Regions from separate parts of the Sus scrofa genome. Here region 2 is linked to region 1. A link is a contact called in public HiChIP or PLAC-seq data. All regions are on one chromosome and are shown on one strand. The core of a region is the stretch at or near the end of the contact, and the rest is flanking DNA. Distances in the headings are between cores, read along the strand shown. Region 1 overlaps LRIG1 (leucine-rich repeats and immunoglobulin-like domains protein 1). Region 2 holds the start of LRIG1 (leucine-rich repeats and immunoglobulin-like domains protein 1).

Region 1 (5,616 bases), core at 803-3,302:
GTTTGTGGGGGGTGGGTGGAGTTGCTGTTGAGTTTTGAGAGTTCTCTTTTTTTTTTTGCTTTTTAGGGCCACACCTGTGGCATATGGACTTTCCCAGGCTAGGGGTCCAATCAGAGCTACAGCTGCCGGCCTGCGCCACAGCCACAGCAACGCCATATCTGAGCCATGTCTGCAACCTACACCAGAGCTCACGGCAATACGGATCCTTAACCCACCGAGTGAGGCCAGGGATCAAACATGCATCCTCATGAAACCTAGTCAGGTTTGTTAACCACTGAGCCACAAAGGGAACTCCCTGAGAGTTCTTTATATATTCTAGTTACTAGTTCTTTGTTGGATATGTGGTGTGAAAATATTTTCTCCCAGTCTGTAGCTTGCCTTTGCATCTTAAACAGAATCTTTCCTAGAGCAAATGTTTTCAGTTTGGGTATAAGTCTAGTATATTAGTTTTTCCTTTTATGGATTGTGCTTTTAATATCACATCTAAAACTTTGGCCTACCTTTAGATCTCAAAAGTAGATTTCTCCTGTGTTTTTTCTTAAAAGTGTTTAGTTTACATTTGACAATTTAGGCCTGTGATCTGTTTTTTAAAACTTAAAGCAAAGGAGAAAATTGAAGCTTGTGGTTTCAAGAAAGAAATGGAGCAGAGTTCCCATTGTGGAATGGGCAACTCCGCACCACCAGGAGGCAAGTTCAGTCCCCGGCCCTGCACAGTGGGTTAAAGGATCTGTATTGCTACAGCTGTAACATAGGTCGCAACTGGGGCTTGGATCTGATACCTGGCCAGAAGCTCCGTATGCCGCTGAGCAGCCAGAAAAAATAAAAAACAAAAAAACAGAGGAAGTGTTGGCTCCTGAAGGATCCCAGAATGGGAAAGATGAGGGTTTGCTGTGGTTCAGAGGTGCTGGAGTCTGTACCACTTTGATGTTGTAGCAGGTCTTATCTCAGGGTGGATAAGAAGGATTGCATTAAAGGGTCTACTCCTTAATCCCACCCATACACATCCTTAACCTTCCCCAAGTGCAGTCAGGTTGTGTGCTGAGGGCTTGGGAAATTGCGTGGTAAGAGATATCCTAAATCATATGATCCGGAGATCAAAAGTCTTCCAGATGGGGCAGGAAGCCAGCCTGGTTTTATTTTTAAAGGCACGGCAATGGTATAACTCCCCAGAGGCAGGGGGGCAGTCCTGGAGACTGCAACCAAGTGCTGAATAGCTTTCTCTGCTGCTGGAACTGCAGAGCTGCCGGGAAGCTGGCTCTGGAAGCCCAGAAATGTACCAGTGGCCGGCCTTGCGGAGGGAATTTCAGGAGCATCCCAGCACCCATAGTCCTCTGTTCTTTTAGCCATGGAGAGCCACACAGCCTGGAGTCAGAGGGGCTCCTGTGCCTCTTAGCTGGGTGACCCCAGACCAGTGTCTTACGCTCTCTGAGACTGGATGAGCAGGTGCCTTCTGTGGGGAAGCACAGTGGGTGAACAGATTTCTTCTGCTCCCTGAAAAGTGCCCAGTTTTGTCTTGTCATACTTCCTGCCTGAGGATAGAAGAGCCACTTTGACTCACCTATTTAGGGGCTATGCCAGCCATCTTAAAAATAAATAAGGGAGATCTGAACCCTGCAGCAACTGTGCACTGATGCACTGTGCCGAAGGTCTCAGAGGCCCACGTGTATGTGGGGAAGGGGCAGGGCGAGGGCCATTAGCTGTGGGCGATGGCAGGATATGCCTTCCCTCATCTGCCATTGGGTTCTCCTCCATTTGAATCAGAGGCTGGGGAGGCAGGGGGGTGTTGGGGGGTGGCTCTGGCAGATTCTGAGAAGACGCGGGAGGCACAGGATACTGTCCAGAGAAGCCTTCTTCCCTTGGGGTGGCTCTGCCCACTTCTGTTCATGAGGCAGTGCCACATTCGAGTAGGAGTGTGGGATGAGGCTTTGTGTCTGGGCTTCTCTCTGGCCCTGCTGCTTCCTGCCAGTTCACCTTCTTACACCTTATCACCCCTGTCTGTAAAATGGGGATGGTAACAGTATCCGCCTCTGGGGCTGTCATGAGGATTCAAGGAGCTGAGCCAGAGCTTGGTTCCTGGTGAGCATGAATGAAACACTAGATTTGTTAGTCCTGGTCCAGCACTGTGTCTACTGAGAAGAAAGTGTGTGTTTCCTCTGTGGCCAAGTGGCAAGGGTGCTAACTTGGGCATAGGACCCGTTTCCTGGTAGCTGCAGAGGCCCCCAGGGTTCCATCCACAGCAGGCCTGGAGATGGCTGGGATTTGAGGGTAGAACTAACACCATTCCTGCTTGGGTGAAGGGTGCCTGATAAATGAGGGGAGGAACTCTAAGGGGTGGCCCTGGGGCCCTGCCCTGCCCTGCCAGCACCCCTTCAGGAAAGGCCCCTGCTCTGCACGTGGGCCCCTTGGCTGTGTCCACATCCAGGGCCCTCCACCTCAGGACTATCAGGTGGGCCAAGTGTTTGTATTTTTAAGGATCAGGTCCCAAAGTTTAGTGTCTAAGGTTGTTCTTAGTTGCTTTGTGAAATAATCACTTATTTGATTTACATAATTGAAGAGCACATTAAAAGATGATGTAAAAGAGAGGTAGGAAATTCCCATATCAGCCCACTGTCCCAGAGCTCCAAGTTACAGTTCTCCCTGCCTTTTCCTGCCCATGTCATCCCATCTTTTGCTTTAGCAGGCCGCACAGACAGTCTCCAAGTACGTGAGTTTTGGGCAGCTTGATGCCCGAGGCTGAAAGGGGAACCTGGCCCTGAGAGGGACAAAGGTACTTTCCTTTGGAATTTTTTTTTTTTTTTTTTTTTTTGGTCTTTTTTTGTCTTTTGAAGCCTATACCCATGGCATATGGAGGTTCCCAGGCTAGGGGTCTAATTGGACCTGTAGCCTCCGGCCTATGCCAGAGCCACAGAAACACCAGATTCAAGCCGCATCTGTGACCTACACCACAGCTCACGGCAACACCGGCTTCTTAACCCACTGAGCGAGGCCAGGGATCGAACCTGAAACCTCATGGGAACTCCTCCTTTGGAAATCTTGAGTGAGGCCTCCATGCTGTTTCTCTTTGGTGGTTGTGGGTTTTTTTTTTTTTTTTTCCCCTCCCAAGTCCTGTTTGATGAGGTGGAGGTGAAGCAAAAACACCAGGCCTGGGAAGAACTAATGACCCAGCCTGTTGGTCTTAGATCCCTAGATGATCTCCTATGCTCCCACCACCCCACCAGCCACTGACCAGCCTTTATGGACCTTAGGGAGAGGTGCTTTCTCTGTTGGTCATAGAGGTGCTTTCTCTGTTGGTCAGTTAAAGGGGACCTCCCCACTGCAGCGTCTTCGCATCCTCTGGGAAGGGCTGGGTGGATACCCCTTGATAGGACCCAGCCTTCACAGGTGCTCTGACTGCCTGGTTCCTGATGGCTGCCATCCCTCCATCTTTCCCACCTTTCTTTGCTGGGGACGGTAGCGCAGCCCTTGAGTCTGGGAGAATGTGAGCCTCTAGCTTGCAGTTAGGCTTGCCACTGGCCCTCTCTGCAGAGCCAAACAGGCACGGACCTAGGGGCCTTGAAAATTGTACTGAGGAAGAGAAATTGGGCAAGTCCAGTTGAGCCACATTGCATCCATGGGTTCCTTGCTGGCACTGGGTCTGTGGTTCTGACAGCTGGGTGCTCTGCCGGCTTCCAGGCCGGACCCCTCATCTGAGAGGTAGACAGGACCACATCTAAGTGGTGCAGTGTGCAGGTGGTAGGTTGCCAGGAAAGGGGGAGAAAAGGCAGGATTGACTCATTTAGGGGAAGATAAAGCCAAGAGTGGTCGTGTCCATTTTGACCACAAGAGAGAAAGCCTTGGTTTTCTGATCCAGGTGCCCCCTGTGGATGGCAATTAGGTGGAGCAGCTCATGGTTCCTGACCTTCCCTCTCCTGACTCAGCTCAGTGCTGCTCTGCCCTGCCCAGATGGGGCAGGTGACCTCCCCGTGGTCACAGAACTGAGTCCCCAGCCAGCCCTCAGAAGTCCCTGCCAGTGTGAAATGCCACAGCCCTTCTCCCTGGGGGTGCCGACCAGACATGGCTTCTGGGGCTTACTCAGGTCACTTGAGTCCAGGTGGAACTTACCTGATTGAACTTCTCCTCCCTCTTTTGTTTCATGGCCAGGCAGGCATGGGCAAGGGTGTGTTTGGAGATGGAGACACCAGTAGGGCTGAGCTGACTCTTGCTGCGGGGTTGGGGAGGGAGGGACGGTTGGCCACTGTGTGAATGGCTGGAGTTGTCTTGGCTTTGCCATCCCTGGCTCATCAACGGGTGTCTGGATTTGGGGTCAAATTGAACCTGGGAGGTGTACCTGAAAATTCATTGCACTTGACATTTTCTTATAACGAGTATCAGCTTATCTACCTAAAAAAATTAATTCTACATTACATTAAAATTCTTAAAAAAATTAATTTGGTTGATTGGTCTTTCCTCAGAGTGGTATTTGTTCGTTTGTTTTTGCATTTTAGGGCTGTACCTGTGGCATATAGAAGTTCCCAGGGAGTTCCTGTCGTGGCGCAGTGGTTAACGAATCCAACTAGGAACCATGAGCTTGCGGGTTCGGTCCCTGCCCTTGCTCAGTGGGTTAACAATCCGGCGTTGCCGTGAGCTGTGGTGTAGGTTGCAGACGTGGCTCGGATCCCGCGTTGCTGTGGCTCTGGTGTGGGCCGGTGGCTATAGCTCCGATTCAACCCCTAGCCTGGGAACCTCCATATGCCACGGGAGCTGCCCAAAGAAATAGCAAAAAAAAAAAAAAAAAAAAAAGAAGTTCCCAGGCTAGGGGTCGAATTGGAGCCACAGATGGCTGCCTAAGCCATAGTCACAGCCTTGCCAGATCCAGGCCTCACCTGTGACCTACACCACAGCTCAAGGCTACACCAGATCCTTAACCCACTGAGCAGGGCCAGGGATCAAACCCTCGTCCTCATGGTTACTAGTCGGGTTTGTTACTGCTGAGCCACAACGGGAACTCCTTGTTTGTTTATTTTCTGAATAACACTCTGCTGTTCTAGAATGCAATGGTGAACATAGGAGACTGAACTCAAGTCTTAATTCATTTGCTTGTTCAACAGCTATTTATTGAGTGTCTGAGTGTCATTTATGTTCTACGCATGGTTCTAGGTGCTAAAGACATAGCAGTAAAGAAAACCTGCTAAATCTCAGCCCTGTGTAGCTTACATCCTAATGATGTAATGATCTTGGGACTCCTTAATACCTTAGGAGGTTTTGTTTCATTCTGTTTATAATTAGTAGACTTCTAGGGCGGTTTTAGGTTTACAGAAAAATGGAGAAGAAAGTACAGAGACCTTGGAAGCATCTACCTTCCCCCTCCAGTTTCCACTCTTGTTAGTAACATCTTGCATTAGTGTGGTGCATTGTTACAGTTGAAGGGCCAGTGTTGATACATTATTATTATCTAAACCTATAGTGTTGGTGAAAATTCACTGTTGGTGTTAGACATTCTGGGGGCTTCTGTAAACATTCAGTGATATGTATTTACCATTACAGTTATCACACAGAATCGTTTCATTGTCCTAAGAGTCCCTTGTGTGTCACCCATTCAAATTTCTCTCTCTCCCAAGTCCCTGGCAACAACTCATC
Region 2 (5,616 bases), core at 1,417-3,916, 69 kb before region 1:
GGAATAGAGAGTTCCCTCGAAAACTTGCCTTTGTGGTGATTCAGGTCTTCGTGATTTTAGGTTGTGGCCCCAGATGAATTCTCCCCTGAGATCTCCAAGCCCACGCTCTCCTTTCAATCACAAGCAGGTTGCTAGTGTATGGGCAAACTTCCATACATGGTGTGGGGAGCAGACATGACTTCATGCTCTGCTGTAGACGAGGGGAACTGCCAAGGCTCAGGCGCCCAGTCCCCGCAAGTGTTCCTCGGTTTTGGAATCTTTCTCTCTGGCTGAGTGGTAATCAGACCACAGGGGCTGTTTCAGATTTGTGACCGTGCCCTTACCTGGCTGATTCTCAACTCCTATCCTCCTATCCTGAAAGAAAGCATCTCACAGGTGCAGCCTTAAGCATCTGGAAACATATTTGACCATAAGAATCTTTTTTTGGTCTTTTTAGGGCTGCACCCACAGCATGTGGAAGTTCCCAGGCTAGGGGTCAAATCGGAGTTGCAACTGCTGGCCTACACCACAGCCACACCACAGCAACACAGCATTTGAGGAATCTGAGTGGCAGCTGTGACCTATGCCACAGCTCAAGGCAACACTGGATCCTTCACTTACTGAGTGGGGCCAGGTATAGAACACTCATCCTCATGGATACTAGTCAGATTTATTACTGCTGAGCCACAATGGAACTCCTAAGCATAAATATCTGATATTTACAATACCAGCAATGGAACAAACCTGTCGATGATTTAGGTCAGCATCTCAAGGAGTTCAATGAAGTCAATTTGTTTCTGCTGCCCTATGCTGTTTTATTTGAGGTGGGGATGGGGCAAGGCAGATCTGACAGTTTCCCTTAAGGAAATGCTCCCGGTTATGCTGCATTAAACAAAAAATTTAAGAAATCTTGACTTAGAGGACTACATCGCATTGGGATCCTTAAAATTCCATCCCTCGGCTTATTTTTGTTTTATGGAAAGGCATTGCAACAAATAGAGATATATCTTCTTGCCCAAGTGGAAGGTGTTAGGTTTAATGTGGATTACAAATGAAATCTAAAAGCTAGTTAAAGGCATAAGCAGAATGGGTCAGCTGCCACCTTTTTCTGATAATGCTTCTTGGGAATCATATTTGAATTGATTTACAAACATATTTGAGCATTGCTTTGGTACTCACTGTTGAGATCATGCAAAGAGAGGAAGAAAGAAAGTAAGGAAGGAAAAAACGAGGTATCAGTATCTGATAGCATAAGGAATCAGAAGAAGGGGGAGGAGGATAAAGAGAGAAAGGAGGGAATAAAAAGAAAGGAACCGCACCATTACCAAGCCCAAACCCAATTTTGATTAAGAAGAGCGGTGCCTAACTGTGGAAAAGCTTAACATCTCAATTAAAGCAACCCCTTAGAATGTGTCAAAAATGGGACAAAACCCTTAATTTTTTTTTCTTTCTGGGAAATATTTTCTCCCCTGTTTCCGTTAACACGGAGAGGTAAGATTTCATTTACTGGAGCAAATGTTTTTGAACAGATTTGACTTGCTTTGCTTTCCTGACAGTGTGTCCTGTTCTGTTAGAAACTCACAGTACAGACTTTTGGGAAGGGACAAGAGACATCAGCAAACCAAAACGCGGAGAGGAGCAGCCATTTCTTACTATGCTAATCTTTTAACTTGTTCACTCTGTGAGTGTGTGTGTGTGCGTGCTCGTGCGCGCGCCTGTCTTACTGTTTCAGTGCAGTACCCTAACACATGGCTACTATGTTCTGACCTGGAGGAGCCAAAGTCGGTAGCTTTGTGACAATTATTATTTCTCTTTTTACTCTGTTTCGATGTATTGCTTCTTGAAAAGTGGCTTTAAAATGCTCGGATTTAAACAAAGAAATCCCTTTATCAAAGCCTGGAGTGTTAGCAGGAGTACTCTTCAACTTACCAGGGCAGAGATTGAGGAGGGGGTAAGAGCACCTTGGAGACTCGGTTTTCTACAGGCGGTAGACATTCATTTGGTAATCAAGGACATACTGCTGGATTTAAGAGATCAAGAACATGTCAGGAGCCGAAAGGAGTTCCAGGTTGTGAGAGAGGAAGGCGGCCATTCCTAACAAAATAACTAAAGATGCCCCCATAAGTATGAAATTTGTGAATTTTTATTTACATATTTGCTCCTAGAGGGCATCTGGAAAATGGGTGTAGACTTGTTCTAAATCACTGGTTCTGTTAGCAATCTGGGCAGGAGGGAAAAATCTTTGGGGCTAGGCCTTTTCAAAGCGGGGGCGTTATTCTCATTACCATTTTTTCTCTCCTTCCCTAGACCTAGAGAGCAGATCTTTACTCCTCCTCCCCTCCGCGCGCATCCCCTTTCTCCACCCTCAGTGAGCACGTCCACTTTAAGAACCGGAGGACGTCTCTCCTTTTCTCCTCCCAGTCCCCCGCCCTTCACACCTTGGGTGGGAAAAGAGAGTGGGGCGGGGTGGCCGGATAAGCGAGAGGGGCGGGATCATGACTAGCGCTCCAATGGGCGTCCAGGCTGTCTGCCGTGAACCTCGGTAGCCAATAAGCAGCAGGCGGGGGGGCGTGGCGGGGCACTGTTGCAAAGCGTCCAACGTGGGCCGGCAGGAGGCCGTGGGGCTTGGAGCCCAGGGGGTGTGTGAGGGCGAGAGGCCGGGGGCGGGGCCTCTGGGACCGGCCGGGGTTGGGCCGCGGGGAGGCGAACGGCGAGCGGCTGATTGTTCGGCCGCGAGGTCTGCAGGGTTCTCGTTGCGCGGAGGTGCCGTGCCGAGCCCGGAACTGCGCGCGCTCCCTTTGCCTTCGGCGCTGGGACAGCTAGGCGCACGGGGCCCTTGGAGCAGTGTGGGGGTGGACGTGCCGTCCAGTCAGGGGTCTGCAGCCAGGCGCTCGAAGCCGCAAGGAAGATGCCTACGGGCGCAGAGCTCCGGTTGTGAGCCTGAGCGCCTTCCTTGCAGGGGCGGCGGCGGCACTTGGCGTGTGCGGGGACCCCGGAGCCTGGACAGAAGCGCGGCGGGAGGACGAGGAGTGCCGGCCGAACCCCTTGCCCGGATCATTGAGGTTCACAACGAGCACGGGCGGGTCAGCCCGGATGGGCGCGGGGTTCTCTGTCCCCTCCGGGCGTTTCGGAGCGGCCCGGGCACTGGGGGCCCGCTGAGTGCCGGAGTCGCCGCCGCTGCGGAGTGAACTTGTGCCGGCCGCCATGCCCCGGCGCGGAGCGTAGTGCCGAGCAGAGTCCCCTCAGGCCCGCCAGTGCTTGCGGTCGCCCCAGACCTCGCAGCCCCCGCGCCCGGAGTTCTCAGCGCGCTCCAGACAAGATGGCGCGGCCGGTCCGGGGAGCGCTCGGGGCCCCGCGCAGTTCGCCTTGTCCTCTTCTCCGGCTGCTTCTGCTGCTGCTGCTTCTCGGGCTGGAGCCCGCATCGGCTGCGGCCGGCCCGCGGGCGCCCTGCACTGCCGCCTGCGCTTGCGCTGGGGACTCGCTGGACTGCGGCGGGCGGGGGCTGGCAGCGCTGCCAGGAGACCTGCCCGCCTGGACGCGGAGCCTGTGAGTACCGCCCTTTCCGCCCTCCCCGCGCCCCCCGGGCGCTGTCACTTGGGACGGGGCGGCGGGGTTGTTCCCCCGGGAGAGGAGTTGCGGGTTGAGTTGCTTGTGTGTGAAGTTGAATGAGCTGGAAAATGTTAGCGTGAGCTCCCCTTCGGGGGTCCAGAGGGGAGAGGGCGTGCGTGAGAACTTGTCTGGATGGGGAAAGTGTGCGTTTCGCTAGGGTCTGGTGCTGCGCGAGTCGGAGTTTTGGAGGTGTGGAGGAGGAAAGTGTACCTCGTTGGGAAGGATCTGATCGAGCGTGGGTCAAGGGGTCTTAGGGAGAGTGGATGTGGGTCTTGAGGTTCTGGAGGGAAGAGAAGTGTCGTGGGGGTCTGGAGGTGAGCGAGCATGGCTCTCGTGAGGGCGATCTGGGAGGTGGTAAGTAAGAGAATGTGAGTGAAGACTGTGGAGGTAAGGGGAATGTGTGTGGGTGGAGAGTGGGAAACATCTGGCGGGGAGAGTGTGAGGAAGTGTGTCTGGGGGTGTTTCTTTTTTCCTCTCCCGTAACTCAACTCTCTGGTGTGTGAGCTGCTTGGCCTTACAGCGGATAATGAATGGAGGTGACTTTTGGCTCCAGTCTTGTATTTACATTATTTATTAGTGAGAGCGTGTGTAGCCGCCTCATCATCCCCCAGGACCTTGGTGGCCTGACTTGGCTCTGGCCCCTGGCAGAAGGCAGTTTTCCTGGAGGATCCCCGAGTTAGGGGGCTCTGAATGTTCTGGGGGTCGGTAACTGCTGGAAGTTTGTCCTTTTCCGCCTGGTTGGCATTTGAGGGAACTGTGTCCCAGACCCTTCCTGTCTGTTCTCTAGGGGACCATTTGGGCTTGAGATGTAGTGGAGTGGAGTGGGGTCCACCCTCTAGCATTTCTTCTCTATAAATGGTGCAAATTAGTTTTGGAGTAGTGCTCCTTCTGGAGAGGGTGCCAGAGACTGGGTTGACAGAGTGAGATTAACCTAGCTCTTCTCTGATGTCAGGATTTTGGCCTATGTAGACTTAGTGGGACACTTCTTACGGGAGTTTCAGCAGGAAAAAAATACGTTAAATTTCTGTAAACAAGGGAGAATAATATAGCCTTTTACAATTTCTAACAAATCTGGTCCAGGAGTCAGAATCCTGTCCGGTTATCAGTAATTAGCATCTCTGCAGAACTGTTAGTACCTTGCAGAAGAGGCCTAGTTTGAACAGTCTGCTTTTCAGTTGAATAATTGAACCTCTTTCCTAGGACATAGAAGAGGCACAGTAGTAACCTCTGTCATGGCATTCAGCATTCAAAAAAGAGAGAAAACTGGTGACACAAGTTTGAACCAACACCTGTGGCTTGATCTAAGAACATGTGTCTGGGAATCTGGCTGCTGGGAGGGGAGAGAGGGAAGTTAATTCCTTTTTAATGTGTAGACCCTGTACCTGTGAGAGTGGGGCAAAGAGCGTTAACTTGGACCAGTGATCCAGTCCTACAGAGTTCTGAAACTAGACCCTTGACTGAGGGGTGGGATTTCTCTTCAGTGTACTGCTGCTCCTTTGGCATTCCCTGACTTAGGGACAACCAGTGGTCAAAGTGTAAAGCAGTGGGAGGTAGAGCCCAGCATTGCTGTTAGGTACTGTTTTATTTAGTTGGGGTGGTCTGGGGTATTGTGATTTTTCCCTTACATACTCTTAAAGGAGTTTTTAAAAAAGTAAAATCACGTGAGCAGAATCAGGGTAATTTCTTAAGTGTTCACCTCTTGGAAGAGTGACTCCTAATGCCATGTGTCAGTGGCGTTGTGGGGAAGGTATTTCGTTCAGAAGTGGTGGCTTCCTGGAGAGGACACAGTGTCCTCTTGTTTGCACTTTGCTATGGTCACAAGATCCACTTTGCCTTGCCCTTTAATTTTTGGAACAAAACTACTGCTTGTTTTGGGGGCTTTCTGTTGCCTAAGGAGTGACATTTCACAAGTCATAAATACCTTTAAAATTGCGGTCTTTTCTCTTTTCCTCACACATTGGATGATCAGTAAATACCAAACTGGCTATTTTAAGCTTCACTAGACTTGATTATACTGATTATGGTGTT

The links. HiChIP or PLAC-seq counts read pairs in DNA pulled down with a chosen protein or histone mark.
Region 2: an H3K27ac HiChIP or PLAC-seq map of skeletal muscle shows a contact between it and region 1. The contact joins the promoter of LRIG1 here to the enhancer-like site in region 1. A contact is called at or near these places in 1 of 5 promoter capture datasets (liver), 9 of 47 Hi-C or Micro-C datasets (brain, embryonic fibroblasts, heart right ventricle and 4 more) and 1 of 2 datasets of contacts at active chromatin or transcription factors (skeletal muscle).

Annotation. Positions count from the first base shown.
Region 1 is chr13:47,954,762-47,960,377 of Sscrofa11.1, reverse strand. The region is part of intron 3 of LRIG1 (leucine-rich repeats and immunoglobulin-like domains protein 1); the gene reads left to right. Among named protein-coding and RNA genes, the nearest start is that of LRIG1, 70 kb to the left of the region's middle. Within about 2 kb of position 2,052, at least 2 of the 83 cell types and tissues checked have an H3K27ac peak or open chromatin away from gene starts, as enhancers often do. A contact at or near this core is called in skeletal muscle, where this site is marked.
Region 2 is chr13:48,024,446-48,030,061 of Sscrofa11.1, reverse strand. It overlaps LRIG1 (leucine-rich repeats and immunoglobulin-like domains protein 1), which reads left to right and starts at 2,666. Exons shown (of 20, transcript XM_005669717.3): 1 at 2,666-3,525. The coding sequence starts at 3,299.